2 separate regions of the Zea mays genome follow, and region 1 is linked to region 2. A link is a contact called in public Hi-C data. All regions are on one chromosome and are shown on one strand. Each heading gives the region's core, a stretch centred on a gene start, on an enhancer-like site or on the middle of the called end of the contact. The rest is flanking DNA. Distances are from core to core; before and after follow the strand shown.

What was found. Hi-C and Micro-C count contacts between places; a contact is called where the count stands out from the background.
Region 1: a contact with region 2 is called in a Hi-C map of bundle sheath, with 3 times the contacts expected there. The contact joins the promoter of LOC103638866 here to the promoter of LOC100274552 in region 2. A contact is called at or near these places in 3 of 25 Hi-C or Micro-C datasets (bundle sheath, ear and tassel).

The regions. Positions count from the first base shown.
Region 1 is chr9:112,917,033-112,922,628 of Zm-B73-REFERENCE-NAM-5.0, reverse strand. LOC103638866 (PTI1-like tyrosine-protein kinase At3g15890) reads left to right here and starts at 3,275. Exons shown (of 1, transcript XM_020544331.1): 1 at 3,275-4,503. The coding sequence starts at 3,350. The coding sequence ends at 4,384.
Region 2 is chr9:112,648,517-112,654,729 of Zm-B73-REFERENCE-NAM-5.0, reverse strand. LOC100274552 (F-box protein AFR) reads right to left here and starts at 4,112. Exons shown (of 1, transcript NM_001148907.1): 1 at 2,381-4,112. The coding sequence starts at 4,009. The coding sequence ends at 2,825. It overlaps LOC103638863 (a long non-coding RNA gene), which reads right to left and starts at 1,673. Exons shown (of 2, transcript XR_559070.2): 1 at 1,367-1,673; 2 at 34-1,291. It also overlaps the pseudogene LOC100381871.

The sequences.
Region 1 (5,596 bases), core at 2,026-4,525, 270 kb before region 2:
CCCCAGGGCTCGGCCTCACCCTCAGCCTCGGAAGGTGGCCTCCGCCTCGCCCGACCCCAGGGCTCGGCCTCAACCTCGACCTCGCCCGACCCCAGGGCACCTCTCCGACAACCACGTTGGCATGTACATAGGGCTCTGGCTCCTCTCTGCCGGACACGTTAGCATATTGCTACACCCCCATTGTACACCTGGACCCTCTCCTTGCATCTATAAAAGAAAGGGCCAGGCCCCTCATACGGGAGGGTGGTCGCGCGGGAGGACGGGCTGACGAACAGACTCTCTCTCTCTCCCTCGCGAACGCTTGTAACCCCTACTGCAAGCGCACCCACTCTGGCGCAGGATAAGACGAGCCGCGGTTTTCCCCCTTGTGTTCCATCTCGCGCCAACCCATCTAGGTTGGGACACGCAGCGACAATGTTACTCGTCGGTCTAGGGACCCCCCGGGGTCGAAACGCCGACAAATACACTAAAACAATTTACAAGTATATCTATAAAGAACTTTCAATATTAATTTAATGTTGTTAATGATATATAGAGGTTAAATTATTTTTAGTATTTTCTAATCTAATCTAAACCTAATATTTATTATTATAGTTTATTTTAGTACTTTAATATATTCAGTAATATAAATTATTTCATATAAATTATAGTTTCAAGAAAATATGAACAATTATTATCTTATGAAATATTTAATTTTAAAATATTTATTGATAACTATATTATTTTTTATAAGCTATCCTTGTATATGTTATGTACCCATATATTTAAATCTCTACTTATGTAATAAATATAATTAAAAAACATTGATAAAGCAAAATGATTACGTATTTCCTACCATTCTTATTATTCATTTGACATAACATTTCATAAAACATTATCCATTATAAGTCGGCGCTCCGAGGATTTTTCGTCCAACGTTTTTGGGTTCGACGGCCCAGAACTTATTGGGTTCGGCTTTCATCCGCGAATATTAAATGAAGGTTCAAATTTTCATTTTCAACAAAAACTCACGTGTTTTGTTACTAAATAAATTATTTACGTAAACTATTAAGTTTATTCTAAATTGAGTTATAAAATTTATGACTTTATTAATTTGTGGTATGTATCGTACATGTGTTTACTAGAAATTGCTTGCTGTCTTTTTTATATTGCTATGTAATAGTGGATTTTTTTTTCGGGGAACCAATCAGGGTTTTGGGATCCAGCAGATTTTGGTCCGGGTTTCGATTATCACCTGAAACGGTGTTTGGAGCGGTTTCGAGTTTTGAGTTCAGATTTCGCGCCGGGTCCATGGAGACTCCACCCAATTCAAATAATTCATTTTGGTTATCCATGGCCTTAACATTAAAATTATATTCTTGTACGTTAAACTTCGTAACACACACTTCGAGTTGAATTGAATAAATGTCTGAATATAATTCTGAATCCGAGACATCCATTTTGTACTTGTATTAAAAAAAATATTTGTATCCATAATTTGAATTCAATACTAATCCGGTTCATTTGCTAATAATTCTTGCCAGGTTCTATTTTCACGATGTTTTGGATTGTGTTGACAACTGGATGCATGCCAGTTTATACTTTTTTTATTGCATGTCAGTTTGTGCACACTGCAGACGGCCGAGCAATGCAGAGCTAAACGTTCATATAGAGTTTTTTTTTTGCCAGGGATTTATACCGCTCAAATGTGTAATATGTTGTTGACACCGTCAACTCGGAAATTAGCCTTGTATCATTATAAATTTAGGTTCGTTGCTATAACGTACTGTATCAATTATTTTATTCATTTCTTCTAATGAATTAGAAGGTGAGAGAAATAGCAATTTTGCCCTCGTCTTCGATATGCGCTTGTTCACTAATTTTTGTGGTGACACACCGCCGTCCCCTTCTTTTCGTCGTCCTCAACACAGGTCCTTGCGGAAGTCGCTCCGCCGTCCGCGGCGCATGATGATACAAAGGCTAATTTCCTGAACAATCGAATGTTAACGACAGAGGGCCGGAAAACCATGTGTCCTACCTTCTCTTTTCGCGAATACGAGAAATAATTTAAAAAAAGTAGATAGATGTGTCACTAGAAAGTGCCTTAATTTCATAACAGTAATAAACCATTTTTTTGGGACAAAGGACCTTAATTTGATAATGCTACTCGGTCAATTTCTGAGTTGACGGTGTCCAAACTGTGTGTCCGTAAGCAAAACTTCCCATCATGGGTGCATGCATGCATGCATGGGCCCTCATAGGCCGTATCCTTGCGCGGCCAGTCGCCTGGCAGCCCATTTTAGAGTACGCCGTGTGGAGGCCCATGTGGATTCCTCGGGTCACGACTCAACTCACGACGCTCCCATTTATCCCGGCTTCCGTTGCCGAGACGTTTGACTGGTTCCCAGCGTATTTGACCGCGCCGCGCCCAGTTTCCGTTGCACCACGTGGCACTTGTTCTCTTTCCCTCGCACTAGAACGTCCAAACCAGGTCTGCCCAGCGCGAGCTAGGACTGGATCGGAGCCCAGTTATTTTATCGGCAAAAAACCGCGGGAGTGCTGGCACGATTCAACAAATGGTGCATTAGGGTCTCCGCCCGCCGGCCATGGACGGTTGTGTCTGTGAGATCTGCCAACTGCATGAAGCACAGGTAGTAGTCGTAGTACTAGTATTTGGCCCCTTTATTATGTCTTCACCACTCCACCCTTCGTTCGCTCACACGGCGACCCAAGTAGCCTTCAAGCTCTGTTCAGGTTGTTAGATCAGTGCCCGCGTACGTGTGAGTGACAAAAAAACGAGCGAGCGAGAGCGTGACACACACACCTCGATCGTCGTTGGAGAGGGGTCCAAGGGCGACGTGACGTCCGTGTGCATCGATCGTTCGTCCGGCCGGCCGGCGCCATGGGCTCGTCGCTGAGCTCCTGCTGCGGTTCCGAGAAGGTCGAGCAAGGGTACGTACGTACGGTGCATGCAGTGTGTTCTATATACGTGCGATTATATTTCATCATCAGGCGCAGGCGGTTTATTACCTTGTTGTGCTGGGTGGGGGTGGCTTTTCAATTGTTTAGGTGTGTGAGCGCTTCGACGACCATGAGCAGCACGTGGAGGATATTCAGCTACAAGGAGCTGCACGCCGCCACCAACGGCTTCAGCGAGGAGAACAAGCTCGGCGAGGGAGGCTTCGGCAGCGTCTATTGGGGCAAGACATCCGATGGCCTCCAGGTGACGGTCACAGCATGAGCATGCATATATCCTGTGGCTGCTGTGACGAATTAACCGACGACCGACCCATAATCACATTCCCTCCCATATGCATGCACGCAGATCGCCGTGAAGAAGCTCAAGGCCACCAACAACTCCAAGGCGGAGATGGAGTTCGCGGTGGAGGTGGAGGTGCTGGCCCGCGTGCGCCACAAGAACCTGCTCGGCCTGCGCGGCTACTGCGCCGGGGCCGACCAGCGCATGATCGTCTACGACTACATGCCCAACCTCAGCCTCCTATCGCACCTCCACGGCCAGTTCGCCGGCGAGGTCCGGCTCGACTGGAAGCGCCGCGTCGCCGTGGCCGTCGGCTCGGCCGAGGGGCTCGTGTACCTGCACCACGAGGTGGCGCCGCACATCATCCACCGGGACATCAAGGCCAGCAACGTCCTGCTCGACTCCGACTTCGCGCCGCTCGTCGCGGACTTCGGCTTCGCCAAGCTCGTGCCGGAGGGGGTCTCGCACATGACCACCCGCGTCAAGGGCACGCTGGGCTACCTGGCGCCCGAGTACGCCATGTGGGGCAAGGTCTCCGGCGCATGCGACGTCTACAGCTTCGGCATCCTCCTGCTCGAGCTCGTCTCCGGCAGGAAGCCCATCGAGCGCCTGCCGTCGGGAGCCAAGCGCACCATCACCGAGTGGGCCGAGCCGCTCATCGCGCGCGGCCGCCTCGGGGACCTCGTCGACCCGCGCCTCCGGGGCGCCTTCGACGCCGCGCAGCTCGCGCGCGCCGTCGAGTGCGCCGCGCTCTGCGTGCAGGGCGAGCCCGACCGCCGCCCGGACATGAAGACCGTCGTCCGCATCCTGCGCGGAGATAATAACGCCGGCGCGCCCGCCGCTGCCATGGTGGGGCGTGGTGGTAGCAAAGGAGACCTGCAGCAGTTGCCGGTGAGGATGGAGAGCGTCAAGTACGCGGACCGCCTCATGGAGATGGACAAGAGTACCTCGTACTACGGCGAGCCCGAGGACGGGGACGAGGATGAGCAGGAGGAAGAAGACGACGACGATGAGGTGGAGGAGTATTCATTGATAGATGACAAAAGTAGCATGAACTTCGGGGCGTTTGGCGCCATGCCAGTGCAGACCATGCAAGACCCGTATGTCAAGAGGTTCTCCGGAAATGCTAATGCTATCAAGATCTAATGTACTAGTACGTACGTGAATGTTGTATTCATTTTGTTGGGGGCAAACCTGTCTTAATTGTATTCATTCTGTTGAATATTTTATTTTTATTTTTAGAGACTCTTCTTTTATATGCTAAAAGTTAAGTTATGTTTTCCAGTAGTATGAATATGTATATCTTTACTACTCTATAAGTCCTTATTGTAGGCGTCCACACCCGTGCACCGTGTTCTGCCTGTCGCTGCCCGTCAATCACGCCAGGTCGCAAGCTCACGCTTCCATCCATGGCAGCTGCGCCCCGCTCCCCTTCATGGCAGTCGCGCCAGGTCAGTCCTTCCCAAATAACCTCCACGCCAGGGAAGGTATTTCCCAAATCACGCATCCTGTCGGATGGGGCGCACGTCCAGCGGGATCCACGAGCGGGGAAGCAGGCTGCGGCGGGCGGCGGCACACCTCGTGCTCCCGCGGGTCGTACCCCACGAACACGCGGAACGGCTCCCCCGACGTCAGCGGCGGCGCCGACATTGCTGGCCTGAGTAGGGTGGATCTGGTCGGTGGAACGAGGAAGCAGGGAGGAGCGGCCTAGAGGAGGGCACGGGAGGTGGGGCCCAGGCTAAAGATGGTGAGGAGCGTGCGTGAGCAGGGGGACGACAGATGGCCGGATGGAGACTTCCTGGTTTTCTCCTCGCCGCCGCCGGGCGGCCGTGCTGGTAATGCGTCCAGTCGTCGTCCACCGCGTTCACATCCACGTCCGCACGTGTACGGTCAGTGACGCGTGGACCAAGATGGGGTCGGGTCCGCCTCCATGGCCCAGGAGTCAGCGGGACACGATGCAACCCAGCTGCGGGGATGTCGGTGCTGGGAGCGGCGGGCGCTGTGGGGAACTGGGGAGGCGCTGCTGCGTTGGGAGCACAACCAGAAACTAGCGGAAGCGTCGTCATCAGCAATTCAACATCGGCGCCACCGCTAGCGTAGTTGCCGCGGACGTCGACGCCGGAGCCGGACATGGAGGAGGTGTTGCCGGTTGCCGCTTCCAGCGGACGACGAGATACTACCGGAGGCGCCGTCATCGCAGTAGGCACGTGTGCGCGATCAAGCCTGGATGGGACGATGTTGACACAGCACGTCCTGTGTGCGGCGATCTCGAACTGGGTCAGTTCGTGGTAATGTTCTGCATCGTTGAAACTGATCGAGGGTAGTGCGTCTTTCTGATGGTCAGATACTCAGGATCAA
Region 2 (6,213 bases), core at 2,863-5,362:
ACGTAGTAGTTGGCTGGGTATGCAAATACTTGGTACTTGTAAAGCTTCCATGAAGGACCACACATTTCACTTGGAGCAATAGAGACACAACACACTACCTTCAATTCGGATACATGCACGGCCACACCTGAACAATACGAACACATCAAACTAACTTGCTAAACTTTGAAGAACTACAAAGCACGCTAACAACACAATAGAATGAATTTTATTGGTGGACTCTCTAACCACATGACCACGTAAACCTTCTATGGAATGTCGACGCCAAGACGAGTCTAGTGATGCTCGATCAGGTGCTTTTGCAGTTCCTGATACTTCTTTGGATCTTTAAGCTTCTCGTGTTGTTTGAGGATGAAAGCGTTGTGTTCCTCGAGAGATCCGTGAGTTGGATCAATAGATTCACCCGTGTTGTCGAAGGTAGCATTCAGGCCATATGCCCTTCGTCCTCAACTACCATATTATGAAGTATGATCCATGCTATCATGATGTCATGAATGTTGGCTGGCGACCAATCGTAAGCAAGACCACATATCACTGCCCACCTAGACTGAAGCACACCAAACGCCCTTTCTATATCCTTTCTAGCGAACTCTTGCTTCATTGCAAAGTGCTTTGTGCGAGGCTCAAAAGGGTGGCAGACTGTTTTCACAAAAGCCATCCAATCAGGGTAAATATCGTCCGTAAGGTAATACCCCATGTCGTAGTTGTGATCGTTTATCATGAAAGCAATCGGAGGATCCTCCGCATTGAGATGCCTTTAGAATATGTGTGAACAATGCAAAAACGTTGATGTCATTACTACTACCGGGCATGCTAAAAGTACACGTGCCATATCCAAAGGTCATAAGATGCAACCGCTTTTAGGATCATGGTGGGGTGCTTCCCTCACCATGCGAACATACCCTTCCACGCGGTAGGGCAGTTTCGCCACTCCCAATGCATGCAATCGATGCTTCCAAGCATCCCTAGAAAGCCACTTGACTCACCGACTTGGAGTAGTTGCGTGATATCATCGGGAGTAGGCGGGCGCAGGTAGTACGGATCAAACGCAACTACGATGGCCTTATATAAGTGTTGAAGAGCCTCATGTGTGGTGGACTCTCCAATGCACACTTACTCATCCACAACATCTGCAGGAACACCATAGGCGAGGATGTAGGTGGCTGCAACAACCTTCTGCAAAGCGGAGAGTCCCATCTTTCCAGCGCAGTTTGGACGCTATACAAAGTACGGGTCAACCTGTTGGACTGTCCCCATGAGGCGCTCGAACACATGGCAATGCATGCGAAACCTACAACACAAAATTTTATGACATGGCTTAATTGAGTGTGTTCGAAACAAAGAAGAACCAATATAGCATACGTACCTCCTTTGGAACTGGGCATCTGTGTAAACTGGATGATCTAAGAAATAGTCGGCTAAGATCCTCAAGTTACCGCCAAAATGGTTTCGGGGGATCCGAACTCGGCCCGGAACGGAACCACCATGTCGATGCTGGTTGCGTTCACGGCGGCTCCTTACATAGCGGATGGTCGCTAACTCAAGTTCGTCGTCATCAGCTTCCATGTCTTGAGCCATGTGCAAGAGAACATTGGACTTAATAAAGGGATCCATTACTGTTTGTGGTATGAAGAGGTGGAAGTGATGAATGAAGTGTAGACGTGCCTCATGTGTTATATAGCCCATGGTGGCTTCGGCTATACACCACAAGCTACTCTTTTTGTAGAAGCCAATGGTTGTCTTGTGACGCAAGCCAATGTCTTGCGGGACAAGACGGTACCAATCTTGTTTATAAAGTGCAATTTTGTAACAATGCACATAGTAGACAAGAAATATAGTACATTTTAAGCATAATTGTACAATTTACTAACATGTTTAAGAATTAAAATTTGAACTAATATGTTTCAATTAAATGACCGCGTACAATTTAAACGATCGGATATATGTGTTATTCAATAATTATTATTTTCTTCAATTAATAATACCGCACGTTGCATTTAGGTAGAAAGTTAAAAGAAGAATGAATAAATAAGGTAGTGGTGTATTTAGATATAAATGACGAAATTTAGGGAATGTTATTATAGAAATAGAAATAAAAAGAATATAAAGATAGGATTACTAAGAGAGAATATTTATGTAGGGCTAATTTGCGAGTTCAAAATCGAAGGAGATTAGAGGGGTTAAAATTCATTTCTTATTTAAAATTGGATAAAAACGCAATTTTAGTTCCTACAATTTACTTCGATTTTGTGGATGACAACTAGTCTAGAGGAAAAGAAATTTAGAGTACATAGGTTGAGAGGCTTACATCACGTTCTTTTGCAAGCTGGAACTGAGGTCAGTTTCAAATCATTACATCACATTTTTTTGATTTTGGTTTCTTCTCCATTGTTTCTCAAAATACAATACCAATATATAATATATACACAGGTACAAGAAAAACCTCAAATCAAAACGGAAAGAAAAATAATCCGTCCTGCCTGCTCGCTTCCTCCTTTGTCCTTTCCCCGAGGTGGAAAAGACTTCTCAGCCTCTTCCAAGTCCCATCACTGCTCGCTCACAGACTGGTCCCACGTGGCGAGACTGTGCTGCCTGTGACTGTGAATACATGTGCTTGCGCATCCGGAAAATCCATCTGGGCAGTCTGGCAGCAGGGCACTCGCTCCTGCCGGCGAGACGCTGGAGCAGTCAAGTTTCACTGACATGTGGACCAGCCAGGGGCGACGTGATGTGGCTCGGGGCTTGTGGACCCGTGTGGGTGCGCGGAGTGGGCCGAAACGTCTTGGTTCGGCGATGCAGATGTTTGTTCTACCCGAAGGCTGGGTCATGCGTAGAGGACCTGTGCGTTGCAGGGCGCGAGCCCGACGAACTCGGTGGGGCCCTTGACCACCTCCCACTCCACCACTTCCTCCTCGACGCCGTGGACGCCGGGTGCCGCGGCGGTGTCTGAGGCCGAAACAGTGCCCACGGCGACGTCCAGCCCGGCGCCAACAACGTATATCCTTCGCCTCCCACCGGCGACCTCCCCGATCTCCCCGGCGACGACGTGTGGCCGGCGCACCTCGGGGGGCACCCCGCTGCCGGCCACCATCCGCCACTCGTCCCGGGCCTCGTCGTACTGCTTCAGCCGCCACTCCCCGTACTCCGCCACGATGTACATCCGGCCGCCGGCGACGGCGCAAGAGCCCGTCCACCCCTCCCGCATCCCGCGCGCCATCTCGCACCACGAGTCCGTGGCGGAGTCGTACACGGCGCCGCGCGGCGCGCGCTCGAACGGCCACGCCCACCCCTCCGTCACGTACAGCTTCCCACCCGCCGCCGCCGCGTCGTACCACGCCACCGCCGCGCCCCGGCGCGGCGCAGCCGGCGACCACCGCCCGGCATCCGGGTCGAACACCTCGGCCTCGCCGTCCTCCCCGGCCACCACCACCCGCCCTCCCACCTCCCCAGCCGCCATGTACCCGCGGGGCGTCCGCATCGCCGCCGCCTCCTCCCATCCGTTCCGCGCGGCGCTGTACACGGCCACGCTCGTCACCGCCTTGTCGCTGCCCTCCTCGACGCCCCCAATCACGTAGATCTCGCCGCGGCGGGGGAGCCCCACCACCGCAAACGACCCGGCCGCGGCGCCGCCGGGCACCGGCGGGAGCAGGAGCCACCTCCTCGAGAAAGGGTCGAGCGCCTGGCACTGGAGGCGTCGCGACACAGGGTCAAACGCGAAGGCGAAGAGGAAGGGCAGCGATAAGGACAACGAGCCCATGGCTGCGCTCCCCGCGCCAGCCCCCGCCCCCTCCGCGGGAGTGAACAGCAGCGGCTTGGCAGGGGAGTCGGTGAGGAAGCGGTTCCAGGTGGAGGAGACGGTGCGGAAGAGACGGTGGTAGAGGAAGGGCAGGTGGAGGAGGCACTTCTCGGCCACCTCTTCCGGCAGGCCCGGGATAAGCTCCACGACCTCTTCCCCCTCCCCGTCACCGGCGTCCAGCACCTGCTGTTTGCTCATGGACGAGAAGCTCATAGTGGCGGGGCCGAGTGGCGCGCGATTGTTCGGTCGAATTTGGCGCGATCCGCTGCACCCCGCTGTGGGTGTGGGGAAGCTCTCTCGGTCTCGGTTCGGCTTGGTGATGGGGAGAGATCTCTGATGGGGAATGGAAGGGAAGCGGGGTCGGCGGGAATTTATAGAGGTGGGTGGGTCGGTGTGTGAGCGTGAGGGTTTGGACCCTGGACGCGCAGGCTGTCCGAGGCACCGATCTCACCGGTAACGATGGTTCGATGGCGAGAGGTTGGGTGAGGCGGGGCCATGGTGACTGGTGGCAAGTGCTGCGGCGCCGGAGGACATGGCTAACATGGCGGTGTCGGCGCTGGAGGCCTCTCTCGGCAGAGCGTATCCGCGGACAGCGCGCGCTGTGCCAGTGTGCGCAGCAGCAGAGAGAACGTATCGGAGGAGCGGCAGGCGCGCGCGTGCGCATGTGCGCCGGGAGTCTGGTGCTGCGATCGGGCGTGCAGTGCACAGACAGGGGGCGCGCGGGTTGAGGACGGGGCGCGCATGCGGCATGCGCGCCGCGCGTGGTGGGGGCGGGGGATCGCTTGCCTCGTCTTTACGGGACACTGCGATCCGAGGCGGGAGCGCGCAGCCACTCGAGCCGAGGCGGTGCCGCGCTCGGGGAGGCAGCCCAGCGCGGGGTGCTCGCGCGTGCAGCCCAGCGGGGGCCAGCAGATCGAGCATCGCGCGACGATGGTGGGTGGGTGGAGATGATCAGGCGCGGGGCGGTGTAGGTGCGTGCCGACATCCCATGCAGCCAACGCAGTGCCCCAGCCCCCAGGGTAGGCCGATACCGGAGCCCCGCGCCACCCAACGCCAGCGACAGCGACGCCGCGGACTCCTCCTCGCCCTCGCCGACGCGCACGGTGCGTTCCTGGAGGCGCTGCTCGACCTAAGGTGCGGCCACGGCGCACTCTGGCTGTGCGACACGGCGGGCGCCCAGCGGCACGCTGAGAGTGACCTTGTCCGCCTCGTGTCCTCCGCGCGCGCCGGCGTCAGGCTCCCGCAGGCGGCGGTGCCCGTGGCGCCAGCCAGCGAGCGAGGAATAGCACTTCCTGTTGGCCATAGATGGCGATGAAAGCCAACTGCATCGTCCGCACCTTTCCCCTACGTTGCCCGCATACGCTCTGTAGTGGCGGACCATGGCCTCCCGCTTCACCTGCAGGGCGCCGCCGACCGAGCGCGCCTGTGGCAGGAGCCGCTCGCTCAGACCAGATTGGCGCCTCTTCAGCAGCGTGACTTCTGTCCTTCAAGCTATGAAGGTGAGTCACATGCCCTCTTCCTCATCAGATTGTTCGGGTTATATGCTTTGCTTTGTTTTTCTTTTTGTTTGTATATGATGCCCGACAGCTCGTTGTGTTCATATCTGATTCCAGGGCTTCATCTGTATGCTAAAACTGCATGATTATAAAAGATGTTATCCTGGATCTAAATCGCCTAAATGAAAAGTATTAACTTAAACCTGAATTGGAAATTGATGTTGCGATAGTTTTTGAAAACTTCACTAATTAGTTTATTTATATCTTTTCTCACTCCGGATCTGTGCAGTCCACAAATCTCATAAAATTTACAATATTGCTAGACTAAGTTCATTGAATCTGGACAAATTCATGATTATGTATCTGCTAAAATAAATCCATGCTATTTAGTAAGGTCATTATCATGTTGCCTCTTGCATTACATTTAGATTATTTAAGATTGTGGATGCTTGTGTCATACTGTAACTGTAACTGAAACAATAGCTGTGCAGAAACATAGAAAGGTTATCTGCAACTGCGAGACACAAGCATTTCCTATGGCATGACAGGGACACGTATTTGGGCAGTGGTGGTTCATGGCCGAGGCACAGTTCCACGACCAGGGCGACGTGCACAACATCGCCATCGAGTGCAGTGGTGGTGTGAGGACGTGATACCGATGTGGAAATTACTATTGCCATCGACGACGAGAGCACTTTACTAGATCTTCTTAGGTAAATTTCTTACATTCTGTTGGTTAATTGGTTGGTTCTTATATTGTTTATAATGTTCAGTTGTGTGACAAATGTTGTAGCATAAATAAATAACTATAAACTTCTCCCCTGATTACTATGTCTAAAGACCATCATAAATTATGATATTTAAAATGTAATTAGTCAAGAAAGTGCAAAACCTATCATATAGCTGCCTTAACTTCTCAAG